2 separate regions of the Sus scrofa genome follow, and region 1 is linked to region 2. The links are chromatin contacts, called in public HiChIP or PLAC-seq maps. All regions are on one chromosome and are shown on one strand. The core of a region is the stretch at or near the end of the contact, and the rest is flanking DNA. Distances in the headings are between cores, read along the strand shown.

Evidence for each region. HiChIP or PLAC-seq counts read pairs in DNA pulled down with a chosen protein or histone mark.
Region 1: an H3K27ac HiChIP or PLAC-seq map of alveolar macrophages shows a contact between it and region 2. The contact joins the promoter of CCDC186 here to the promoter of DCLRE1A in region 2. A contact is called at or near these places in 1 of 47 Hi-C or Micro-C datasets (embryonic fibroblasts) and 2 of 2 datasets of contacts at active chromatin or transcription factors (alveolar macrophages and skeletal muscle).

What each region holds. Positions count from the first base shown.
Region 1 is chr14:124,519,240-124,525,765 of Sscrofa11.1, forward strand. It overlaps CCDC186 (coiled-coil domain-containing protein 186), which reads right to left and starts at 1,906. Exons shown (of 17, transcript XM_001927027.7): 1 at 1,690-1,906.
Region 2 is chr14:124,160,192-124,167,005 of Sscrofa11.1, forward strand. It overlaps DCLRE1A (DNA cross-link repair 1A protein), which reads right to left and starts at 2,188. Exons shown (of 10, transcript XM_013983742.2): 1 at 2,049-2,188; 2 at 384-1,541. The coding sequence starts at 876. It overlaps NHLRC2 (NHL repeat containing 2), which reads left to right and starts at 2,526. Exons shown (of 11, transcript NM_001243561.1): 1 at 2,526-2,728; 2 at 5,624-5,776. The coding sequence starts at 2,551.

The sequences.
Region 1 (6,526 bases), core at 656-3,155, 360 kb after region 2:
AATACCAATGATACTCTATGGAATCTCCATTGCTTAAAGGAACCTCTGAGTTTATATGCAGGTGTTCTGAATTAGACAAGGTCTTAAAAAGAATAAAACCAACATAAACACATGCCAGGGACTTCTCTTCGTGGCTCAGTGGTAAAGAACTCAACTAGTATCCCTAAGGACACCGTACAATCCCTGGTCTTGCTCAGTAGGTTAAGGATCCAGCGTTGCCATGAGCTGTGGTATAGGTCACGAAGCAGCTCGCTGCATTGCTGTGGCTGTGGGGAGGCAGGCAGCTGTAGCTCAGATTGAACCCCTTTCCCTGGAACGTCCATATGCCCCAGGGCCACAAAAAGCAAAAAAAAAAAAACCATGGATTTCCAGGTAGAATCTTCAGTAATTATACAGTCTTGCCTATTACAATGAATAAGGAGTTTTAATTCTTTACACTTCAAGATTTGTGAGTCACTCTATACCATCACTGTGCTTAAAATAACAGGAAAAATGAAAAAAACTATGCCAATCATCACTGTTTTCTGCTTGTGGATAAAGTACTAGAAAATAGCTGTATAGAGAACAGTATACTTTATACAAAGACACTCTAGTTTTACTATCAGTATCTCCAGAACCTTAATCTTTCCCACAAGATCAACACTACAAATATGAAGGCGTAAGTAGTAGTTGGGAAAGCTACACCCACAACTAGCATATCTGAACACCTAACAGATTTTTTTTTTTTTTTTGAATGACTATCAGTACTTTTCTGGAACACTTCCACTGATTTACCGCACATTTTCCTTAGAAAAACTCTCAATCTATCATTTTGGAAGAAATAAGAAAAATGGGTGTCAAAGGTACATCACACACACACAGAAAACTGCCAACTGTCTGGGTCTGCATAGCATTACTAACTATATAATTCCTCTAAGTTAACAAGATTATCAAATCAAAAATAGTCTAAATGTTCCAACTCCAAATCCAGGCCTCTTCCCTCTGAACAAAATCAGGATATAAATATTAGCTGAAGTTTTTAAGTTGTCAAAAGTCAAGCAATACTTGTAACTGCACTGTTCCCCAAAGTTGCTACTAGGGGACGTGTAGAAGGGCTTTTACCATTTTACAAGTTTGACAAAGACCCTAATTTGAAATATGATCCTTACCAACCAAGTTTATCAAATGCCTTCATGTCCTTGATCGAAAGGCAACATAAACAGCAAGAACAATTTCTCTCCTATCCACAATCCCAAAGAATCGTATCTAAATCACAATAATGGAAGTATTTGGAAAAAGGGTAAAAAGTCGCCAACAGTAAACATAAAACAAGAACACAGTCAACTTGGAGACGAAAAGAGAATTACAAGATTGAGTCTAGGACCGAGCAGGTGGGGCTCAGCTGCAATAGGCACTGGGAGACCAGGAATCCGCCCAAATTCCGCCGCGCTCTAGGTGTAGCTCCAGAGCCCCGGCCCCCATGAGCCCCCGCGACCCCACGGCCGCCTCCTCCTTTGGCGGCCGGGGAGTAAGGGAGGGGGGCAGAGAGGAGGGGATTCCGAACTCCGTACCCCAGCCCTCGCTTCGCTCCCTCGAGAAATGAGGTGGGGAGCCGGCCCCAGAACCTGCAGGACCGCGGGAGAGGTGAGCGGTCGGCCGCACGCCACCGCGACTCCCCGGTCCGCCCCAAGCGCCCCCCGAGGCACTTACCCCACTTCTCCGAGCTTCAGGCCACACCCCTAACAAGACTGCTGGAGCTCCGGCTCTGGGACCAACTTCTCCATAGCGGGGTCCCGCAGACCAGGAAGTGGGGGGGGCGACAGGGGTGGGGACAGAGCCGAGACCACGTTACCTCTGCCGCGCCTTCCCCAAGCCCCCGCGGAGCTGACACATCAACAAAGATGGCGGCGACGCCGAAGCCGGCCTGGCTACTGCTGAGGGGGCGGGGCCTCCTGAAGAAGCCAATCAGCGCTGCGTGGGAGGTGTGACGCGACGCACCTTGGGGCCGGGGTAACCTGTCTGCAGTGGGCGGGGCCGGCAAAGCCGTCTCCCGCCCCCTGAGCGCCCAGCCCTGCCCTTAGACTTGCTGGATACCCCCGCCCTGGCTGACCCGGCGAGCTCTCCCTCCTGCCTCTGGCTACAGCTCTGCGTATCAAGCCCCGCCCCGGCCCAAAGGGGTTATCGCTTCCTGTAGGACGCGCCCTTGGAGATAATTCCTCTTCACCCTTTGGCCCTTACTCATTTTAGGGGCATAAATAATAAAAGAGAATTCAATATCCATGTAGAGCACTCAAGCAAGTTCTGAAACCGCTTCGTATCTGCTTTGTACTGTTGATGCCTTCCTGGTATCGTATGTACCCCCAAATTCTGCATAGACCATTTCGTGTAATGGTAAGTGTAAAACAAATGTTAAAGGAAGATTTTTATTAAGAATCAGAATGTTTATTCATCATGTTGTTACAATTTAACATTTATTTGTGGTTTTGTGATTTGGTTAATCTATAAAAATTGTAGGTAGAAAGGTTTATATTTCATCTTCTTTTGATGTTGTAAACGTGCTTTTTAAAGAATGGATTATTTGAATGTTTATGGCACCTGACTTGTTAAAAAAAAAACTACAAAAAAATTAGAATTGTTAAATTGTGTCCGTGTTAACAAAATAACAAACAAACAACAAAAAAAAGAGAGAATTCAAAATTGTGACTTCCCAGTTCTGATGCACCTGACATGGGCGGAATCAGCAGGAGCAGCCTCCCTGCCCACCTGACAACTAGTCTCTGGGAGAGGCTCCAGGGGTTTCCATAACACCGCGTTTGTATCCACCGCGTAGCACCGACTGCCATTGTTTAATAATAAACAGTTGATCAGTTCGTGTCCAGTACTGGACTGTGAGCTCCTTGACGGCACACAGCATGGGGTTTGACACGCAGCTGCTCAATAATTAGCAAAAATAATAATAATAACAATTGTATGGGGGGGAGTGTATTAAATACCCTTGCCTAATCGCAATCAGAGGTGAGCTGTTTCAGTCTGTGGAGGTTTTGCAAACCAACTCTGTCCAGTGAAGTGCTGTTCTTTGATTTAATACTTCTAAAGCTCAAGTCGAGTAAATATAGTTAATCTTAACAAGTCATCAATTCGAGTTGATAAAGCAAAACTTTTTCCTGTTCTGTTAAGCTTCTTTGATACTAACTAATGGCAAAAGCCACCCCCAAACAACCCCCCAAATAAAAATAAAAAACCCCATATTAAAAAAAGAAATCAATATTGTGTAACTCTGTTCCTCTTTTCAACAGGAAATGGCACCTTCCTTCTTAAAGGAAGATACTGACAAGATGGAGGATAACGTGAGGAAAAAGAATATGATATATACAACTGGGTCACTTTGCTGTACAGAAGAAATTGACAGAACATTGTAAATCAACTATAGTAGAAAAAATAAAAATATTTAAAAAACATGCAGTTAAAATGTGACAATAAAGAAATGATTTGACTTTAAAACAACAAATTGACCGCACAGTACTATTGAGATGTCATTTCCAGGGGAAACATTTAAAAAGAAACTCTAAGCTTTTTAATATGCATATTGTCGGTAATAACATTTATACTGTCATTTCTGAAATATATTAGTATAAAGCATATACATAATCTTTGGGAACCAAGATTTTCAGTATTAAAAAAAAGAAAATGTAAAGATTAAAAAATCAGGGAGTTCCCGTCATGACTCAGTGGTTAATAAATCCGACTAGGAACCATGAGGTTGCTGGTTCCATCCCTTTGCTCAGTGGGTTAAGGATCCAGCATTGCCGTGAGCTGTGGTGTAGGTCGCAGATGCAGCTTGGAACCTGCGTGGCTGTGTCTGTGGTGTAGACTGGCAGCTACAGTTCCGATTAGACCCCTAGCCTGGGAACCTCCATATGCCTCAGGTGCGGCCCTAGAAAAGGCAAAAAAGACAAAGGAAAAAAAAAAAAGATTGTTAAAATCAAAGAAATTAAGTAAAAACACTGCAATCCTAAGTTTGATTTTAGAAACATCAGTGTGAACTACTAAATTTGAATTTAGAAATATTAGCATAAACTCATGGTGCATTTTTTTTTCCCGTTAAAAGAAATCTGTGCACTGAAAAGGCCTACAGCAATGATCAACTCAATGCATAACCCTATTTTCCTATAATCTCTAAATATAATTCCCCACTAAAAATCACCTGGGCTCCTCTTGGAGCTCAAGGCCTGAATCTATATTTGGGGCAAGAAATGTGTAAGAAAGCTTAGGATATACTGGTTATATCAGAATGCAAAGAAGAGAGTTCCCACTGCGGCGTAACAGAAACGAATCCCACTAGTATCCATTAGGATGCAGGTTCAATTCCTGGCCTTGCTCGGTGGGTTAAGGATCTGGCATTGCCTGCCGTGAGCTGTGGTGTAGGTCACGAACGCACTGGGATCCTGCGTTGCTGTGGCTGCGGCTATGGCCAGCAGCTAAAGCTCCAATTCAACCCCTAGCCTGGGAACTTCCGTATGCTGCAGGTGTGTGCCCCCCCCCCAAAAAAAGAATGCAAAGAAAACAAAAATAGGAGTGTGTCAAAAAGACTCAGGAGCCAGGAGCCAAAGGTGTTCAAAGGTGTTCCCACTGGTCAAAGATGGGAAAATTTCAGGGTTCAAAAATAGTAGCAATTGAGACACATCTACTAGGTTAAAAATCAATGAGTATGTTGATTTTTTAAAATGTCGTTGGTTACCTTCAAGGATGCCAAGGAATCATCACATTCTGAAAACTGATGAAAGAATCAAGCATCCTACCTTTTCTGCTGCAAACTGTATCTCAGCCAAACAGTTAATGTGGGAAAGTTCTTTTTTTTTTTTTTTTCTTTTTTGCTTTTTATATAGGGCATATGGAAGTTCCCAGGCTTGGATCCAATTGGAGCTGTAGCTGCTGGTCTACACCACGGCCACAGCAAAGCTGGATCAGAGCTGCAGCTGTGAACTACACCACAGCGCATGTCAACTCCAGGTCCTTAATCCACTGAGTGAGGCCAGGGATGGAACCTGTGTCCTTATGGATACTAGTTGGGTTTGTTCCTGCTGAGCCACAACAGGAATTCCCAGGAAAGTTCTTTTTTTAATAGAATTTCAGGTAATAAATGCAAAGGAAAAGGTAGACCATCACCATTTTGGAAATTCTAATGAAATAATGTATTTAGGTAGTGGTCATCAAGTGAATCCAGAATCATTAGATGAAAAGCTGATGGGAAACTTTACAGTGCATGGGTGGGGCTGACAACACTAGAACTTGTTAATATCCCCCAAAGAGAAACTGATTAGATGTTAAGTGGTTTCTGATGTGGAGCAATAGAAGCACACACCACCTGTGAAATATCAGCGTGAATGTAAGCAACAAAATCGTGAGAAAAACTGCAGTTACTTCAATATATAAGAAAAATGAGAAGATTAAAAGAGAAATTTCTTTTTAAAATATACCACTCAATGCAAAGGTAGAATCTTATGTGACCATACCAACTATAAAAAAACATTTGAGACTATCTGGAAATTTTAAATACTAACTTTATGATATTAAGAAATTATTTTTCAAGATGGGATAAATTTCAGTGGTGTCTTTAAAAAGTCATAATCTTTTAAAGATACCTTTTTAAATATATATGATGAAAAGATACAATACCCCAGAAAGTAACAACGTGTCCCCCCCCAAAATAAAAACAGCCCCACATTGATGTGAGTACATCAAAGAAGAACAAAAAGAAATGAAAGCGCTCCCAGTGGCCAAAGTTGGGAAAGTTTGAGCAAGGAAATAAAGTAGTGATGAATTATAACCCAAAGTAAAAAATATAAATCCTTGCTGGTTTTATTTTTATTTATTTATTTATTTATTTTTGTCTATTGCCTTTTTGGGGCTGCACCCATGGCATATGGAGGTTTCCAGGCTAGGAGCCTAATCAGAGCTGTAGCTCCTGGCCTGTGCCAGAGCCACTGCAATGCCAGATACCAGCCACGTCTGTGACCTACATCACAGCTCACAGCAATGCCGGATCTTCATCCCACTGAGTCAGTCCAGGGATGGAACCTGCAGTCTCATGGTTCCTAGTCAGATTCGTTTGCACTGTGCCACGATGGTAACTCCATTTTTTAAATGTTTTTTTCTTTTTTTAAAATTAAATTTTTAAATTTTATATACAGAGAGATGATTAAATATATTAATAAATAGGAGAGACAAATCTGCCATGCAAAAGAATTCAAAATAATTTCTGTAGGTACTCTGCCCTTGAGGAGAAGCATATAGCTCTCTTCCTTAGGGACAGACTGAGCAGAATGACTTCTTACAAAGTGCATAGCATGTAAGGGGAGGGGGAAAAAAAGTAACTTTGTTGTAGAGAAACCTAACAAGTGTTAGCCAGGTAATCTTGGAAAAAACATCAGCTGTCATAAATCATGTTCACAGAATGAACATTTGATATGATGCAATAGAAGTGGAACATTATAGTCTTCCTTCTAATAACTCACAACTACAGTCTTACTAGGAGAAAAACATCAAA
Region 2 (6,814 bases), core at 938-3,437:
GAGCAAGTTGTTTAACTTTTAAGAACCTTCATCTGTAAGATACCATCTCCCTTATGTAGGTGAGAGTACTTTGCATATGTGCTCAATTAAGTTATGAAAAACCACAGAGTTAAGACCTGTTATGAAATAGGATACACTGAAACTATTTTCAAGTTTGCAACATTCTTTACAATGACACCACTGACTTATCTTTTTACCCTTCACAAGAAGGATAAAAATGCATACCTTGTTTCCTTCTCGAGAAAGTCACTTATACATTGAGACAGCGTTTCATCTCTCCTGTGATTTACTGCTTTCTTGGCTTATTTCACTGGGCTGATATGTTTGGCCTAACATCGGTCATTTCAACTACTTAGAGTCCACTCTCTTTTTTGTAATCTTACCTGTTTTAGAGACTGGTAGGGAATCCAAACATTCAAAAACATGCCATCGAGGTGTTTGACCTAGCAAGGATGAAAAAGGCATCTGGCAGTTTGGACAGTATCCATCATAAACTGGCCGTACCTTCGGAGACACATGTTTGTTTTTGTGAGTCTTTCTTGGTGTGGTCTCCCTGTCTTGGCACTGCTGAATACCATCTTCGCAACTAGAATTCTGACTAGAAGCTACAGAAGTCTGACTGTTTGTTTCTCCAAGGCACATTTCTGGGGTCCTCACTTTCTCTTTAGCTTCTACAGTTCTTTTTTTATTTCTGTTTCGTTTTGATTGGTACTTTCCATCTGTTGCTTTTTCAACAGATTTTGGAATATTCTCAGAGCAATTATTTGAATGTACTGATTTAGGTTTTCTTTTGGATTTGTATTCCCAGATGTCTTCTTCCAAAAAAGTGTCTTTTTCCAAAAAAGTGTCTTCTTCCAAAAAAGTGTCTTCAAACATGGCAAAATGACTTTAATCATAAAAGAAGCACTAATCTAAGTAAACTGAGGGTCTACTTCCTGTTACGAAAATTTTAAATAGAATTCTTATTCCGAAAAAAAACAAAAACAAAAACAAAAAACCCCTCTAACCTGATGGGATTCTAAAGCTTTGGTAATGAATATATTGGCAAACTACAAACCTTATACCTGAGAACACCTGCTATTCCATTTATACTACAATGAAATTAACAGGGGTAGCATCTGAGAAGTTTTCCATTGTGTATATTTCATTCAGGTATCTTGGCTTTTTCCAGGACTTGTTTCATAAATAAAAATCAGTAATACTTTCAACGCGAAGCCCTAATGGGAAGCATAGGGTTAACAGTTTAATTTTAGAAGGAGCTTTGTAAAATTGTTATCAAGCGTCCTTCAATTCTATTTCAACTGGACAATTGTCCAAATAATACAAACCCAACCACAGTTCTTGGGTAGACGGCTCAGCAGGTATTCCAAACATTCCAAACACTGAAGGCTTCAGTTTGCTAGTAACACTAATCACACCATAATCAAATGTGTGTGAGTCGCAAAAAGCTTAATTGCCCTTATCTGTGACTCGTGGATATTCAACAACTTCAGTGTCCTGGGTCAGTTCAATTATCTTCTTCCAGCAGCAATGAACAAACACTGCACAATGAACAAACAAAATTCAAAGATGTGAAGTCGTGCTCGCACTGAGGCCACCCACATTCCTCACTCCAGACCACAGGGGTGACCTGCCCTCTCTCCACCAGCCTCAAAACCAAAGTTTACCTGCCTGATGCCTCTCAGTTGCTCGACCTCCTCTTTAGATGTAGGAGGGTGAGAGGCCAGTGAATGGGCCCTTACCCGCTCTAGGGTAGGGAGAGGGTGAGCTGCTGACACAGCCCGCTCCGCAAAAGCCGTCAGAGCCCTTCCCTTCCGAAGACAGAGCCCGAGCCTTCAGGGATCCCCGCCGCCACCCACCTGCCACCCTCACCCCGCCTTGTGCAGCTGCAGCTGAGTCCACTTCCCTCGCGCCCCCTTCCCCTGCTCGGCTGACAATCTATTCGCGCCCGCACTTTCAGCACTGGACCGTAACAAAATCCTGCGTTTGTGTATAAGCCAAAGCCATTGGCTAGTCACTCCCAACTTTAAAAAAGCCTGCTCCTTTACCTTTCGTGTCGTGGCGGGAACAGTTTCCTGTTACCGATGTTGTGTCGAATCAGCTGATCTTGGTCTAAAAGTGGGACTTTTAAAAGAAAAAAAGTTTGTGCCCTTTTAAGTCCTACGGATTTATTTTGTTTTATTTTAGTTCTAAAACCTGCTAATTTCCAAAGTGAAGGGTTGGGGAATGGGTCTCTGAGAACTTCTAGAACGCTTGCCCAGAGGCCTTTTCCATGTTGAATCTGGCGCGCTGAATGTGCAGACTCAGCTGTGGCGTGAGGATTTAGAAGGGGCGGGGTGGTTTGGGACGGTAGTTTAATTACGTGCCTGGGAATAGTGTCGATTTGTGCTCTAGCGTTTGAAGAAAAGTGCCATTAACTTGGAGGGGGGCCGGTGGTGGGTGAGGCGAATGTACTGTTCTGAAACCGAAGGGCTGTAAGCGCTTCCCCCTTTCTCTAAACGAGGCCGTCCGGCGGGCTCGGCAGCCGCCTCTGGACGGTCCGGAGAGAACATGGCGGCGCCCGGAGCCCGGAGCTGCAGCCTGTCGGGCCTGCTCCCGGCTCAGACCTCGCTGGAGTACGCCCTGCTCGACGCCGTCACCCAGGAGGAGAAGGACAGCTTGGTCTACCAGTATCTGCAGAAGGTGGACGGTTGGGAGCAGGACTTATCAGTGCCCGAGTTTCCGGAAGGTGAGGGGCTGGCTTCAGGGTGGGGACCCCTCCCGGAACCTCCCCTTCCTCGGGGACTGCGCCCTCCCCTGAAGCGGTGGGCGAGGCGGGATTGTGCCACCGCGCCGGGGAGAGGCGCTTCGCACAGCGGAGCATCTGTCCCCCGGCGGCGGCGGCGGCGGCGGACCGTGGGTTTATGGAGGGCGGGGACCTGCATCTTCATCTCTGCAATCATCTAGATCTGCCCGGGCCTTATGTTAACTAAGTAACTTTCCCCGAATGTTTCGTTGGCATGATGCCAGTGTCCATGCCACCCTGTCCTTCCAGTCTGGTTGCCCAGCATCATCATAATTCTGCATTATCGTAGCTAACCTTTATTGATCAGTTCTTAGGGGCCCCACACAGTTTTCATCACTTTAAGGGTACTATTTTATTTAATCCTCTCTGCAGTCCATTGAAGTGCTCTTAATTAGCCTTATTTTATAAATTGGGGGACTCAGGCACGGGATCAGGGAGATTGAGTCGTTTGCCGAGGGCATCCTAACTAAGAATTACCAGAGTCGGAATCAGCAGACTCCCTTCTTCTGCCGGTTTCTTTGCTGTGCCACACTCCTCTGTTCAAAGTTTGAAACTTGTAATTTTAAAAGTCTGAATTATGACCTGTCTCCAGGGTTTGAATCCTGGCTCTGTGAATGTTTGGAGCACTAGGGAACCTGATATTCCTAGCAGTGCTGTTTATGAAGCGCATCTTATTGTGATACATGAAACCGAACTTTACCTTCTTTGGTTGGGGCTGGCATTGTTTTGCCTGGTGGTGTTGGCGTATCTCCTGGCATGACACTGAAACCACATGTATAGTTAATTGGTTGGACGTGACAGGGTTCAGTATCTCATGAGAGGTATATGGGAACCTTGGCTCTGATGACAGCCTCCTGTGCTTCTAAGCCTTTTGCTCTCTCTCCTTCAAAAGTGCTAATTTTTTTCTGTTATTAGTCCTATCTTGGTATTGTGTTATTGCAGAATTCTGTCAAAAGAGTTGGGTGCATTTGTGCTTATCCCATCAAAGAAACTTTAGAAATTTATATACATGTATGTATATTTTTAAAGAACTCTGTGAGAAGTTAAACTTACATAGTACGTTGTCATAAATGAGCATGCCACCAACTAGGATTCAGGCCAGTATTTTTATCTTCTTGTTTGTATTTACAATGAGTGTGTTTTATTACCATGAGATTTGATCTCCATGACTCATACATAATATTTCAAAATATTCAAGCTTCATATTTGACATAGTCAAGCTTTCTGCTGGACCTGCTTATTGAGGACAGAATACTAGATGGATTTTTTTTTCTTTTTTTTTTTTTTGGTTTTGGTTTGTTTGTTTTTGGTTTATCAGTTACTGTGATCAGAAAGTCCTAAACATAACTCCATCTCAAAAACACTGAACTTTGTTCATTTCTTAAAAGAAACACCTTTTATGGAAAGCAGTGTGATATAATGGATGGATTCAAATGGTTCTAGAATTAAATCCCAGTTATTCCGTTTGTTAGTTGCATGATTTTAAGCAAGTTACTTGAAGCCATACTTTTCTCACTTCTAAAATGGGCCAAGTATTTACCTTTGAGGTTTATTATGCCAATTGAAAGTAATAAATCTTACATTTCTCAGGAGAGAATAGGAGAGCTCAGTAAATAGGAGAGCTCAGTAAATGTTAGCAACTTTTAAGATTATATTCATTGTAATTATAAGATGCATTATTATTCTTATTAAGTCTGATAAGCACCTAGCACAATAACTGACATGTAATACTTTCCCTACCTCTCCAATCTAAGTCAGGCTCGACTGTTTACAGAAAATAAACTTGAGACAAATTCATAAATATTTTAAAATTAAAAAATGAAATATACATTAGTTTGAAGTTTTATATGGCCACTTGATCTGGTATACAATGGGTAATTAAGACCTCTCTATACCCTAAAACCTCACTAGGTTGGACCAATTGACAAAAATACTAATCTGGTTTGCAGATTTTTTTTCTTTTAGAATTTTGTTTTAATCGAATTAACTCCAGTTACTGTTATTAGTTGTTATTATTCACGTGTTCTACCCAATTCTGGCTTTCAGTTTCTGCAAAATATTCCCAGACATATGCTTCACGGTATAATTAATAGTTTAGTAGCTGCATTTATTTACTTGCAAGCTGCAAACTCATTCTCTTCGATTTCTTAAATTGATCAGAGATGCTGTACTTTTAACCTGCTTCTGTTTAACAGAATCTTTCTTCCTAGTGCATAGTTAAAATTGTAAATCGTGGTCAAGTAATTATAGATTCTGATTTACAAAAGCACAGATTAATGAGATCCTATTTTTCTTTGGAGGGAAGGGAACATGCTCTTCATCGGTATTAATGTTGCTTCCATGAAATCGATGATAATGACTGTGTTTTGTTTAGCTTTGCATTTAAAATATTTTGTATTTAAGGTCTCATTCAAATCCAGAGCATTTCAGTTCTTTTTCTTATGAAATTGGCTTAGGCATTTTGTGTATGTTTATCCTTATGTTTATCTGTTCCTTTTTGACATTTAAAGATTGACCATCATTCTCAGTAGCCATTTGTACCTAATCATGTACTTAGGTCCTTTTAATATTTGATATTTCCTCTCGTTTTTACCTAAATATATTGATTTTACTTCCTTTCACACACAGACGAGTGTACTGTTTCTGAAAGAATTTGGTGGCTTTGTCTTACTATATCTACAGACTGCCACATAATAGTGGATTTCCCATTTTTACCTCCCCACTCCCTTCCTGCCCCCCCATCACTTCCTTAGAAATAATAATGGTTCACATTTTCATGGAAATTTTTAGATAAATTATCTTTTCCTTTAATCATAATTTATTTTGTGTAAATTTCAGGGTTAGAATGGCTGAACACAGAAGAATCTATTTCTATCTACAAGGATCTCTGTGGAAAAGTGGTCGTCCTTGATTTCTTCACCTACTGCTGCATCAACTGTATTCACCTCTTGCCTGATCTTCATGCATTAGAACACACATACTCTGATAAAGGTATCTGCCCTTTAATTGGTTTCTTACAGACTGTCCTGGCATAGTCACTGAAAGAGTAGCTGACTCATTTGCTCATAGGAGAATGAACATTTGGCGAGACTTCAATGGTTCTAAAAGTAATTTCTAATCTATGAATTAAGGACTCCATGTACCTTTTCCTGAAGAGTTAAGCTTAGTGATAATGGTTTGCCTTCCTAAAGAACCAACATTTAGTATATGACTTTTCTTTAAGGATAAGGACATAATTTACTTTTTTCATGAGCAGGTATTTTAAAAAGGTCATTTTGTATATCTCAACTTACCTGAATTTCTTCTCAGGAAAAAAAAAAAGGAAAAATGAAAAGTGTGATTAATTTTATACTCCTCTAGATATGATAAAAAAGTTTAAAGTTCTTTTTAGGAAATGCGATGAGGTTTCCTTTAATTTTGAATGACATGAATTACAGTAGAATACAAAGCATTCTAACAGATACTTTTTCTTTGACCCTGCTTTAATTTAAAAATTATTTATAAAGGTTAATATTTTACAAAGCACACTAGGAAATCCTCTTTTATGGTATTACAGATTCTGAAAATCGAAGAGATTATACTTTGTATTTTCTTTAGAACTTTGACATTTTTTTCAAATTTTTGTCTTCTTTCTAGAAAAAAGCATGTGGGATAAATGAAACTAATTAAAGGTTCAATTTAATTAGGTTTAAATTGAAGCTGCCCTCTTGCAATGACTACAAAGAAAAGGGGGTCACAGATCCTGTGAGAGTATAGATGAGAATAGAATAATAGATAGATACAGAAATGAAGGTTATCTTGAAGCTTAGTTTTTAAAAAAGGATTGTTGGATAAAATCTCAGTGCAAGCGAAACTTCAGATGCTTTAAAATTGTAATGGACTGTATCTGGAAATTGCATATCAATGAGATTTATCAAGAACTCAAATATTCCCAGGAGCTAAGTCATGTTTTCAAAAGTTAATCCGTATTTAAGAAATATGAATATTTCTTAATCTGGTAGGTTTTGGATGCTTGTGTGTCTTGTTCAA